Regions from separate parts of the Mus musculus genome. Here regions 1, 3 and 4 are each linked to region 2. The links are chromatin contacts, called in public ChIA-PET and HiChIP or PLAC-seq maps. All regions are on one chromosome and are shown on one strand. The core of a region is the stretch at or near the end of the contact, and the rest is flanking DNA. Distances in the headings are between cores, read along the strand shown.

The links. ChIA-PET counts read pairs in DNA pulled down with a chosen protein or histone mark. HiChIP or PLAC-seq counts read pairs in DNA pulled down with a chosen protein or histone mark.
Region 1: a contact with region 2 is called in an HNF4G HiChIP or PLAC-seq map of pancreatic cancer cells. The contact joins the enhancer-like site here to the promoter of Xdh in region 2. A contact is called at or near these places in 1 of 39 promoter capture datasets (liver), 1 of 15 datasets of contacts at CTCF or cohesin (the NIH/3T3 cell line), 1 of 484 Hi-C or Micro-C datasets (liver) and 2 of 115 datasets of contacts at active chromatin or transcription factors (bone marrow-derived macrophages and pancreatic cancer cells).
Region 3: a contact with region 2 is called in an RNA polymerase II ChIA-PET map of effector CD8 T cells, with 8 read pairs. The contact joins the enhancer-like site here to the promoter of Xdh in region 2. A contact is called at or near these places in 4 of 39 promoter capture datasets (the C10 cell line, hippocampal neurons and liver), 2 of 15 datasets of contacts at CTCF or cohesin (the NIH/3T3 cell line and pro-B cells), 2 of 484 Hi-C or Micro-C datasets (bone marrow-derived macrophages and liver), 8 of 115 datasets of contacts at active chromatin or transcription factors (the NIH/3T3 cell line, bone marrow-derived macrophages, craniofacial prominence and 4 more) and 1 of 9 other capture datasets (adipose tissue).
Region 4: an H3K4me3 HiChIP or PLAC-seq map of bone marrow-derived macrophages shows a contact between it and region 2, with 4 times the contacts expected there. The contact joins the enhancer-like site here to the promoter of Xdh in region 2. A contact is called at or near these places in 6 of 39 promoter capture datasets (the C10 cell line, hippocampal neurons, liver and 1 more), 1 of 15 datasets of contacts at CTCF or cohesin (pro-B cells), 3 of 484 Hi-C or Micro-C datasets (large pre-B cells, liver and peritoneal macrophages), 3 of 115 datasets of contacts at active chromatin or transcription factors (bone marrow-derived macrophages and vascular smooth muscle cells) and 2 of 9 other capture datasets (adipose tissue and macrophages).

The regions. Positions count from the first base shown.
Region 1 is chr17:74,087,711-74,090,657 of GRCm38.p6, reverse strand. No RefSeq gene overlaps it. Among named protein-coding and RNA genes, the nearest start is that of Gm31235, 8.3 kb to the right of the region's middle. Within about 2 kb of position 1,572, at least 58 of the 459 cell types and tissues checked have an H3K27ac peak or open chromatin away from gene starts, as enhancers often do. A contact at or near this core is called in the NIH/3T3 cell line, bone marrow-derived macrophages, liver and 1 more, where this site is marked.
Region 2 is chr17:73,948,876-73,951,612 of GRCm38.p6, reverse strand. It overlaps Xdh (xanthine dehydrogenase), which reads left to right and starts at 1,417. Exons shown (of 36, transcript NM_011723.3): 1 at 1,417-1,535. The coding sequence starts at 1,485.
Region 3 is chr17:74,139,309-74,142,191 of GRCm38.p6, reverse strand. No RefSeq gene overlaps it. Among named protein-coding and RNA genes, the nearest start is that of Gm31235, 60 kb to the right of the region's middle. Within about 2 kb of position 1,516, at least 6 of the 459 cell types and tissues checked have an H3K27ac peak or open chromatin away from gene starts, as enhancers often do. A contact at or near this core is called in effector CD8 T cells and memory CD8 T cells, where this site is marked.
Region 4 is chr17:74,121,543-74,124,455 of GRCm38.p6, reverse strand. No RefSeq gene overlaps it. Among named protein-coding and RNA genes, the nearest start is that of Gm31235, 42 kb to the right of the region's middle. Within about 2 kb of position 1,330, at least 9 of the 459 cell types and tissues checked have an H3K27ac peak or open chromatin away from gene starts, as enhancers often do. A contact at or near this core is called in bone marrow-derived macrophages, where this site is marked.

The DNA.
Region 1 (2,947 bases), core at 323-2,822, 140 kb before region 2:
CCAGCCCAGTTAAATGTTGTCCTTTATAAGAATTGCCTTGGTCATGGTGTCTCTTTGAAGCAATGGAAACCTTAACTAAGACAGGGCTCAAAGACAGGTTAAGTAAGTTCTCTCAAGTCATCTGTTAAAAGGGAACATAGATCAGATTTAATGGAACATGTTTTGGTTGACACTGAAGTATTGATCTTTATATTGGCTTTGAGATCAGTGAAGCATTTTATTTGGGGGAAGGAGGAAATGAAGGCTGAGAGTCAGGAAGTGACTTTCAGGAAGTTAGAGAGAGAGTTGTTGTGGATGGGGACCAAGGATGGGATCCCATGTCATTTTCTGGTACTTCCTTTCAAGTTATGCTGGCCATCACCTGGAGGGGTTGGTTCTGATGCTAAAGTCCTGTTTCCCAATTGGTTCTTGATCGATCAATAAAGATGCTAGTGGCTATGAGCTAGGCGGAATAGGTGGGACTTCCAGTTTTCCCACAGACAGGCTAGCAGATGTGGACAGGAGAAGGAGTTTTCACCACACTTCGGAGGGAGAAAAGGTGACCAGCAATGTGAGATTTGGGGCAAAGTGGCTATAGACTGCTCCTCCAGGTGGGAGATTAGAAACATAACTGAGCTGAGGACAGATTTAGGGTGTTGAGCTGGTAACTAAGCAACTGAAATGAGGGCAGATTAAGAGGTGCTAAACTAAGAGTATTGGAAAGGGCACACTAGTGCAGGAGATTAGAAGTGCCCAACAATTGAGCCAATAAAGCAGGTTGAAAATAAGTTAATGTTTGTTTGTTTGTTTCTTTCTTTCTTTCTTTCTTTCTTTCTTTTTCTTTTTTTCTTTTTTTTTTGGGACAGGGTTTTTCTGTATAGCCCTGGCTGTTCTGGAACTCACTTTTGTAGACCAGGCTGACCTCAAACTCAGAAATCCACCTGCCTCTGCCTCCAGAGTGCTAGGATCAAAGGCATGTGCCACCATGCCCGGCTTATGTGTGTATGTGTTTCATCCACGGATCCAAAGGAACCTGGATGGGGTGGTAGCACAGACTGCCTGGACCTTAAAGTGGGGTAGCAAAAAACTACATGCTATAGTCACCTGACTAGGGTTAGAAACCACAGTTCAGCAAGCGGCATGCATGACTCCAGCACAGAGCTCCTCCTGCTGGGTGGCTTCCAGAGGCTGTAGGAGCTGGCAGAGCAATGTGCTCCTTGGTCATCATTTCCTGCACAGCTATAGCCTGTGAGTCCTGCCAAGACCTCAGACTTTGCCACTGGCCTCTTGTCTCTTGCTTAACTTTTCTTGCATACAAGAATGACTAAGAAAAAAACATCCAAGCAAATGTTCATGAGTCAGAGGATCCTGCAGATAAGTTGGGTTTTGTTTTTCCTCTATCTAGTTTCTCTTTAAATTGTTTTAATACCTGTCTGCGAAGAACTTACCTTGTAATCATTAATACTCTAGGCAGAGACAAAAGGAATGTGGCTAGGTGATCGCATATGACAAATGACTCACTGGACAGTGGGAACTCACTGCAGAGAAGACTGTTATCTTTGACTTAGTAAACATAGGCAGTCATCTTCAGGTCATGATTTGTGCCCAGCTGACCCCAGGACACCAGAGAGAATGTGAACTTGATTATCTGTCCTCAGTGTTCTGGGAGCATGCACGGATTTTCTTTAAGCTCTCTTGTTGGGAGTGCTCTCCAAATCTATCATCTTTGCTTTAATCACATTCTATTCCATCTCTGATCCAGATTCAAAGTCTATCTTCTTTGCACTTCCCCTCAGAGAAGACTGCCCTTACCCCAAGAGGTCCCAGCGCTGGCCTTGCTCTCTATCATAACGCTTGCTAAATATTACCTTGCTTTATATTCTTCATACCTTTATTTCTATCTCAGTTGCAGGACCAGAAGCTAAGGGCAGGGACTTCTGTCTTCCTCATCTCATCCATCCCTAGTGTTTACCACATGTCATCTGGACTCAGCTTTGAGCTTTAGAGAACATACAGAGAATCTCTAACCACGTGGCCCATAATGAAAGCACTTTGATGGCTTCTGATGACCACTTCTGTCTTGAGTCCTTTCTTTTTGAAGAATCACCTGGTCAGTTTTTTCCCAGCCCTCTGCTTGTTCTCTCACTTCTGAGGATCTGCTTTTGGGAGATCTTCACCTTTTGAAACCATGGCTGAATGATGATTTACAATGTGATCCCACTCCTTGCTTGGACAAGACTTACCTTGCAGTCTAAAAGAGTAACTCCTGGCCTCTGCTCTCTCCAGGGACCTGCTTTTCCCTGGGGTTGAAGAAGGACATTTGTGTATTCCTGTGTCTGAGGCATCCTGCAAGGACTTACTCTGCTGCTGGCACAGGCCAGGTTATGGTGGCAGTACAGATGAGAGAACAATCCCAGTGAGGGGGCAAGGAAGCCAGCGGATTGTTTTTTGAGGACAACCAACCCTGAGAGAGTCCTTGAGGGGTGAGTCACAGGGCCCATGGAGACTTGGAAAAGGCTGTAAGGGAGATTTATTAGCTGACTAACAGGAAAGAGTACGGACACTGGAAATGGTTTTCAGGGAGTGCCACTTTGGGGTCACCAATGTTAGAGATTGAATAGGTAGAGAAGAGCTAGGTAGAGTCTTAGGCAATGCAAACACTCAACCTAGATATGTATGGCTTCAGGGGAACTCACAGGGACCCAAGCAGAAGAGGTCCGACTCTCCAGGTGACTTAGAAGACAAATGAGAAATGCTTTTTGTTCTAATCTAGAGAGTGACCTTGGGGAAGGGAAGGCCATGCAAGTATATAATTGCATAGTGTTTGATTATATATCAAGTTCAGGCATGGTAGACTCCAAACTTGCCCAATTAAAAAACAATTGCACTCAGTAACTTTAAAAAAATTTTTTTATTAGACATTTTCTTCATATACATTTCAAATGCTATCCCGAAAGTTCCCTATACC
Region 2 (2,737 bases), core at 168-2,667:
CTGGGCTTGGGATGGTTAGTTCCATTTCCTGGTCTCAGAAGCATCATAATCATCATCATCATCATCATCATCATCATCATCATCATCATCATCATCTTCAACAACAGCCCTACCAGGCATGTCACTAACATCCCCAGACAGCCAAACTGCCCATTTCGTAAGGAATTTGATTCCGGGTAGCAAGTACTGTTTTATGATGACCAGAATATCCTGGACCGAGAAACTTGAAGGGATTTGGTGCATAAGTCTAAGGGTAAACTGGGATATCAATTGACCGACAAATAAGTTCATTCTTGGTTCCGTCAGGGCTGTGCCAGCAAAGGGGCGTTGTGTTGATGATGTGACTGTCCCAGGAGTCCTGTTTCCCAAAATGTTGTTGCTGCACCAGGCTCATCTGACCATGCACTTTTCTTCCTTTTCTGTGGTCTTCCAGGACGATGACACATGTGTCCCTGTAGGTTGGCTGAGTGATTGAGTGACTGCAGGGCTGGGGAAGGACAGAGTGCCTGCTGATGTGAAGATGGGTGGAATGGAGTGGTGGGAGGTGGAGCAAGGAGAGCCCACGAGTGTTGTCTGAGTGGATGCTGTGCATAGGCATTTACACCAGAAGCTAATGGTCCTTGATGGAGCTGGGGGCTCTCAGCTCTATTAACAGACTGTGGTGGGTGTTGTTGTATTAGCTTATTTTATTTACTTGGTGCTTGTAATATGTTTTGGTGTATGAGTTCCTCTGATAATTTGACAAGTTTTGTGAAATTCTGGAACATGATTTGTTATTGGGATTGTTCCTGTGACTGTTCAAAAGTGATTATTTCCATTCTCTGCAAGTTTATAAGGCACGCCCGAGAGACCTTTTGCTTTTCAGCTTTCTGCTTTTGGTGTCATCCTGATGTCCCTTTTCCAGGAAGAAACAGCTGAGTCCTGCAGGCGATAAGTGACAGGCTGTAGTCAAAGGTCAGGGTTTGAGTCTGGACATAAGGGTCTGTGTCTCTGACCTTCACATTCTGCCAGGCCCTGAGAGAGTGAGCTGTGCAGGCCAGTGGCGAGCCTGTGTCAGGGTGAGCCGGTTTGGGAAAATAACAAGTGTGAACGGGAAGAGAGTGAATCAGCCTCAGTGGCTGGCAAACTGCTCCTTCCCTGCTCTTCCTGGTATGGCAAGTGGGAGGAGGATGAAGCAGGTTTCACAAGGGCAGGTGCCCAGAATTCACAGTCATCTGGTGCCAAGATGCAGGCTTCCTTAATCTACGGCTGCACTTTCCTCTGTGCACTTTGACTAGGAGGACAGAGTAGGATCTGTGGATTGGCTGTCTGGTCCTTCCTGGATTGTGCAAACCTGTGACTCTTGCCAAGAGCTGTCCATGCCTGGAGCTGCTTCTTTCTCATTGGCTAACTTTGTTTCATTTTGCTGGGAGGCGTATCTTTCAAGTTGCAGGCAGTGATATCTACAAGCACCTCGCAGCAGCTCGGGGACTCCGGCCGTCACGATGACGAGGACAACGGTAGATGAGTTGGTCTTCTTTGTGAATGGCAAAAAGGTAAGTGGCAGTTGACCTTTGGTTTAGAGATTCTGCTGTCTGAAAGGGGACCTGTGTCACTTCTCTTGTGTGGACACTTTGATGTGTTCTGGTCTCATCTTACCCCTCAAAAGATATTGCTGTAGTTTGGTAACTTTAGAGCAAGATGAACACAGGCAAGACGCTCAGAGGGCAAAGGAGGAAGGGGAGGGAAGAGAGAGGGATGGCCACTCTATGCTAGAGGACACACTGGCTCAGAGGTGGGAAAAGGAACAGAGTCTAGGTGAGAGGAGGAGGCAACAGCACTTCCCTATTTCTGTGTTTCTTCTCTGTTTCTAGTGTTTCAGTGGCTCTCTTTAATACAAACAGCAGGAGGCGGGCACTTTTATGCTAATGCCGGAACATAAAACACACACAGCCACTGGTTCTGATATATGATCCTGTACATAGATTTAACTAGAGCTGATTTACTGTGCGGCAACATATACTGACACCTTGTGGCAAGCCATTATTGTCATTATTTTCATAAAGGACTCCTCCATCACCATCTCTCAGTTCTATATGTAAATATTGCAAACCCCTTAAACGGCACTTGTGAATGTAGGTAAAGTGGTATGGGGTCCACAAAATCCCTGATAGCCTGAGAATCTTTGCAAGGTCAACTCGGTGCAGGGAGAGAAGGAGCAAGCTAAGTGTATTGTTTCTGGCGTTGTTGGCCTCCCTTCAAGGTACTCCCAGCACTGCAGCTCCCCACTTGAGGTCACAGGAGAAGAACCCTCATTTCCCCCACTGTAACTGGCCACATGGACTTCATAAACCATGAGTGGGCCAAAGGCTTCCCCCCCTCCCCAAACAATTTTACTTGTTTTTTTATTTTGACACTTTTGTGTTGATTAAAGAGACTGAGTAATTTCTGAAGAAATTTGCAAGAATGGACATGTGATTTCAAGAATTCCTAAGGGCTTAGACTGCCAGCATCTGCTTGGCTAACTAGCACGCAAACTTTAGGAGTCATTTCAACACCAGTACGGTAAAGCCTGTGGATTCAGTGGGAGTGGCCCCATCCCTGGATCCCTGAATCTCTCTGATATATTGCTTTTGTGTGTGTGTGTGTGTGTGTGTGTTGGGCAAGCTTGGACCAAGACAAGGGCTAGGGTGAAATGCCTAAGCTGATGGTAGTAAGGCTTTTGAACTCAATCTTTTAAATGTCTTTTGTGCCCAAT
Region 3 (2,883 bases), core at 267-2,766, 190 kb before region 2:
AGGCAAGCCTGTAGGGCACTTTCTTTATCAGTGTTTGATATGGGAGGGCCCAGCCCATTGTGGGTGGTGCTATCCCTGGACTGGTGGTTCTGGTTTCTATAAAAAAGGCTGAGTAAGCCATGAGGAGCAAGCCAGTAAGCAGCCCCCCCCCCGCCCCCCGCCCGCTTCTGCATCAACTCCTGCCTCCTGGTTCCTGCCCTGTTTGAGTTCCTGTCCTCACTTTTTGATGATGAACTTTACATGGAAATGTGAGTGAAACAGACCTCTTTCTCAAGTTGCTTTTGGTCAGTGTTTCATCACAGCCATAGAAACCCTAAGACACCTGGTTATGGTTTTCCTTTCGTTTGTTTTGAGACAGGGTCTTTCTATGTAGTCCTGGCTGTGTTGGAATTTGCCATGCAGACCAGACTGGCCTTGAACTCACAGAGATCCTCCTCCCTCTGCTTCCTGAGTGTGGGATTAAAGGCCTATGCTACCATACCTGTCCTCTTTTTCTTTTCTAAAAATATTTATTTATTTGTTTTATTTCTTATGTGAATGAAAATTTTGCCTGTATGTATGTCTGTGCACCATATGTATGTTTGTGCACCATGTGCAAGCCTGGCATTGGGGGAGACCAGAAGAGGGAGTCAACTGTTGTTATAGACAGTTTTGAGCTGCTATGTGGGTGTTGAGAATCAAACCCAGGTCCTCTGAAAATGCAGCCAGTGCTCTTAACTACTGAGCCATCTCTTCAGCCCCTTGGCCATTTTCTTAAAGCAAATGAAGTAATTGAGAGATTAGAGAAACACCTGACTAATGCTAACATTTAATTATTTATTTTTTAATGAAAATTATTTTATTATTAGTATGTGTGTGTGTATGTTTTACCTACATATATGCCTGTGCCCTATGTGCATGCAGTGTCCCTTGTTACACAGAAGGAATTCAACAGTCTCAGGTCCAGGGACAGAACTGTATAGAAAAGGGGAGAGTTGATGTCATAAATTCAATTAATTTGCCATAATATAAAAGTAAACAATAGCCAACTCTAGCAGAAATGATATGATCTGCAAAAATTTGGTAGAGGTCAAAGCCAAGGGAAGGAAAGTAAGAGAAACTAGTACTTGGAGAGAGATTAAAAATGTTATTTTCTCCCTGTACAGGGACAAAACAAGGCTCACTTTATTTTTTTTTTTTATTTTTATTTTTTAAAGATTTATTTATTTATTATATCTAAGTACACTGTAGCTGTCTTCAGACACTCCAGAAGAGGGCGCCAGATCTTGTTACGGATGGTTGTGAGCCACCATGTGGTTGCTGGGATTTGAACTCCAGACCTTCGGAAGAGCAGTCGGGTGCTCTTACCCACTGAGCCATCTCACCAGCCCCCCAGGGCTCACTTTATTTAGAAAGTAGAAAACAAATAAATCTCTCCTAAACTTAACCAGATGAAGAAAATGTACAAAAGAAGTCCTTACTTGCTCCTGCTCCTCCTGCTCCTCCCCCTCCTTTGTTTTCTGAGACAGTTTGTGTGTGTGTGCATGTGTGTGTGTGTGTGTGTGTGTGTGTGTGTGTGTGTGTGTGTAGCTCTGGCTGTCTTGGAACTCTCTTTGAAAACCAGGTTGGCCTCGAACTTGCAAAGATCCACCTGCCTCTGCCTCCTGAGCACTGGGACTATAGGCATTCACCACCACACCTGGTATGGGATTTTTCTTTTTGAAAGCAGAGTCATAAAAAAGCATTATGGAGGTTCAAGGGCAACAGAGCATCTGCCCACACTGCTGTCATCTCACAAACAACTGTGCCGGCCCATGGGATGAGAACTGGTTTACCACGTGAGAAGCCACAGCTACAGTTAGATGTACAGACACTTTGAGAATTTAGTTATGGGCTGGAGCAAAGGCTCAGTAGTTAAGAGCACACACTGCCTTTGCAGAGGACTCTCAGGTTCAGTTCCTAGCACAACTGCCTGTAACTCCATTCCAGAAGCTTCAAGCCCTCTTCTGGTCTCAAGGGTGCCCATACACATGTGGTTTGCAGCTCATGAAGGTACATTTAAATAAAAATCTTAAAATTTCAGTCTTGTTTTCTATGCTCCATTTACTAAAGCAGAGAAGCATAGAAAAAAAAATCCCTGGTAGGAATTCATTTTAGTGTGGTAGGCACTATCTTTCCTGGTTGCATTTGTTTGCTAGTGTAATTTGGGCTATCTCTGTCCCACCCCTGCAGCTAGCAACCAGGACAATATAAAAAAACGACAGCCAAATGCTTTTGGGTGACTTGAGAACATAACATCAAAAAAATGAAAACAAACATTTTCTTAGTCACTGCCAAATCTCTAGCTGTAGCTTTCCGGCCGCCTGTTTCTCTCTCTCTCCTGTCCTCCTCACTCCTGCCCTCCCTCCCATATATGCCCTCCTGTATCCTTTTGCTACCAGGCACCGCCATGAATCAATGGGGACTACCTGCGACCAGATTTTCTATAGTCACTTTATGTTTGACATTCAAATGTCCCTTCTTAAGAGTGATAGGAAAGCAATGATTCTATCTACCATGTAGGTTCTTACTGTCGGTGAGGCATAGACCAACATGCTTTGCTTGTTTAAGTGCTTTTAATTCCAGCAAACTATGATTTGGGAAGTAGTTACTAAGTGGCCAATCTGACAAATAAGGAGAGATTAGATTGCTAATCCAAAGCCTTGTAGTTGGCAGAGATAGAGCTGGGGCACAGATGTAAGAGGAGGACTTTAAAAACGTTGTCCTTTGCTAAAAGCTACTTTAGTTCTGGGAAAAAAAGAAGAAAAAACATTGAGTGACCAGGTTTGTGGGGCTGGAAAGATAGCTTAGCTGGAAACATACACAAGGACATGAATTAAATGCCCAGAACTCACATTTATAAAA
Region 4 (2,913 bases), core at 81-2,580, 170 kb before region 2:
CAATATAAATTTAGAGGTCAATTTGGTAACATGTCTGTTAACAGGATAATGGAAGCAGGATCATTCTTGGGGCTTATCTACGGGCTCCCAGCCATGAGCTCTTGGCTAGATTTATAGCACCAGGTATTTGTTTCCTTGTGAGTGGGCCTTGAATCCTATCCGAAAGTGGTATGTTATCTCCATAACACAGGTACCACAATTGTACCCATGGGTGTATCTTGCCATGCTGGTCATTATTGCAGCTCACAGAGTTCACAGCTGGGTAAGACTGTTGATAAATGTGCCCCCCACCCCTCACAGAAGCCTACATAGCACCTTCTGGTACTGTGAAAGCTGAGGAGAGGCTTAGCAAGCCTGTAGCAGTTTGAATTCTCCATATCCTATGACCAATGTGCATGGTGGCAATGGGCATCACCGCCATGTACTGGTGGATAAACAAGAGCGATGGTGATGTTCTGTAACATCCGAAGCTCTCTAGGACACCTCTCTTCAACAACTTGAGGGAAAGCATCAGATCCCCTGCAACAGGCAGCTGTGAACCATCCATCATGTGGGTACCAGGAATGGAGCCCAGGCCCTGAGAAAGGGCACCTTAACCCCTGAGCTGTCCATATCTCCAGCCCCACAGAGGATGACATGAGTTATACTGTCTGTTTCTAAATTAGAAAAAAGGTTTAATAGAGGGTTGGAAGGAAGACACGGTCAAACCTATCTTACTTTATTATTTTTGTATGTGTATGGTATACAAGTGTGCATATGTATATACGTACATTCACATGTGTGTGGGTGTGGGGCATATGAACATTCACATGTGTGTAAGTGTATGTGGGTATGTGTGAGAGAGTGTATTGGCTGTTGTGTATTGGCTTGTGGGAGGGATAGACAGAAGTTTAGTCTTAGTAAAAGGCTACAAAGTTTGAGTTACAGCAGATGAAAGTTATCATATATATGCCACAGGACCTGCAGTAATTAATACTATATTGTGTGTTTTAAGATTTCTAAGAAAACAACTCTTGTTTACATTGCAGAAATAAAATAAAATAATATGGTGGAAAGATTCCTTAGGAGGGGAATAAATTGTGATGCCAGTCTATACATGAATCTGCATTCATCAAGTTGGATTCCTTAATTAAGGACATTTTTTTACTGTATCAGTTGCAACTCAACCAAGCCACAAGAAAAGGAAGTTATTCACTTAGGTAATGGAGCATGGCTTCTTTTGCAATATGCTAATGAGAATGTCCCCCAAATTGCTGAGACATGCTCTTTTAAAGCTTGTTCTCATGGGAAGACATGGTTAGTGACTGCTGAAGTAGCCATCCTCTCTCTGCTTTTTGTAGAACATGCCGTGTTCTGCAAATGTCTGTTAGGTGTCTTGCTAGTGACTCATGCTATGTTACATCATGCTGCCATCTTGAAACTGACTTCCTTTCTATCTGATCTCTACTGTCCTGTTTCAGAGCCTCATTATTTCTTACCTGAATCTGTGAGACTGTTCTTGTAGCCTTGTTGCTGAGGCTGTGTCTCTGGTGCAAACTGGTTTAATCTCACACTCTTGCTTAGAATCCCCCAGCAATTCCCTATTACCCTTGAAATAAAGTCCAAGCCGGGTGGTGGTGGTGCACACCTTTGATCCCAGCACTTGGGAGGCAGAGGCAGGCAGATCTCTGTGAGTTTGAGGCCAGCCTGGTCTACAGAGTGAGTTCCAGGACATCCAGGGCTACACAGAGAAACCCTGTCTCAAATAAATAAATGAATGAATGAATAATAAAATTCAAGCCAATGATAAGGCCCCAGGACCCCCTAAAGGCTGACTCTTTCCTGTTTCCTGCCTCCTCCCCTCCCTCAGCTTTTTCTTCTCCACACCCCTTGCAGCTCTCAGCACTCACCATCTATGTTCCTATTTGTAGAGTTCTTTGCTCCAATAACTTTGGTTTGAACCTTTCCAGTGTGCTAACTCTTTCCCCCCACTCTGACTTATTCATCAATTCCAGCTTATTTCCAGCCTCAGCTTCTCTGGGAGTCCAGACTCAGCTAGGCTCCTTCCTTAGCAGTCTGGCATATAGCAACCACCACTTTGAAATGCTGGCTTTATGCTTCTTTCCCACAATGGCTTATGAGGGCTTCTCATTGTTTGGGATGACCTCATGCATTAGAATGTCATGTGGTATGGATGTGTGATGACAGTGGAGAGAACCCAAATCTAGAGATCGGATGCCTAGAAGCCTTCAGACAGCATCCTAGGAAACTTCCCAAGCCATGACAGCCACAAGATAATACATGTAAATTCCTTTGAAGGGAACTGACCAAATAGAAAACTATTGCTCACCCTTTGTCTTATATGTAATAATAGCTGCTCAGTGCTTGTGGTATTTTGAAAGAAAATGGCCTCCATAGGCTCAGAGGAAGTGGCACTATTAGGTGGTGTGGCCTTATTGGAAGAAGTGTGTCACTGGGGGTTGGGCTTTGAGGTCTCAGGTGTTCCAGCCTGGTCTAGTGTGACATTCATTTCCTGCTGTCTGCCCATCCGGATATAGAACTCTTCAGTTCCTCCTCCTTCACCATGTCTGCCTGTACACCACCATGCTTCCTATCATGATGATAATGGGCTAAACTTCTAGAACTATAAGCCAGTCCCATTGAAGTGGTTTCCTTTAGAAGAGTTGCTGTGGTCATGGTATTCACAGCAATAGAATGCAGATGAAGACAGTTCTCATCAAATGTTGCCTTTATTAGTTACTTCTCTGTAGCTGTCATAAAACACCATGGTCAGAGCAACTCATGGAAGATAAAGCTTGCTTGGGCTTAGGGTTCCAGAGAGTCAGAATCTGTGATAGCAGAGGCAGCACACAGCAGGCAGCAAACAGCTGGCAGAGACAGTAGGCATCTTGAACCACAAATGGAAAGCAGAGA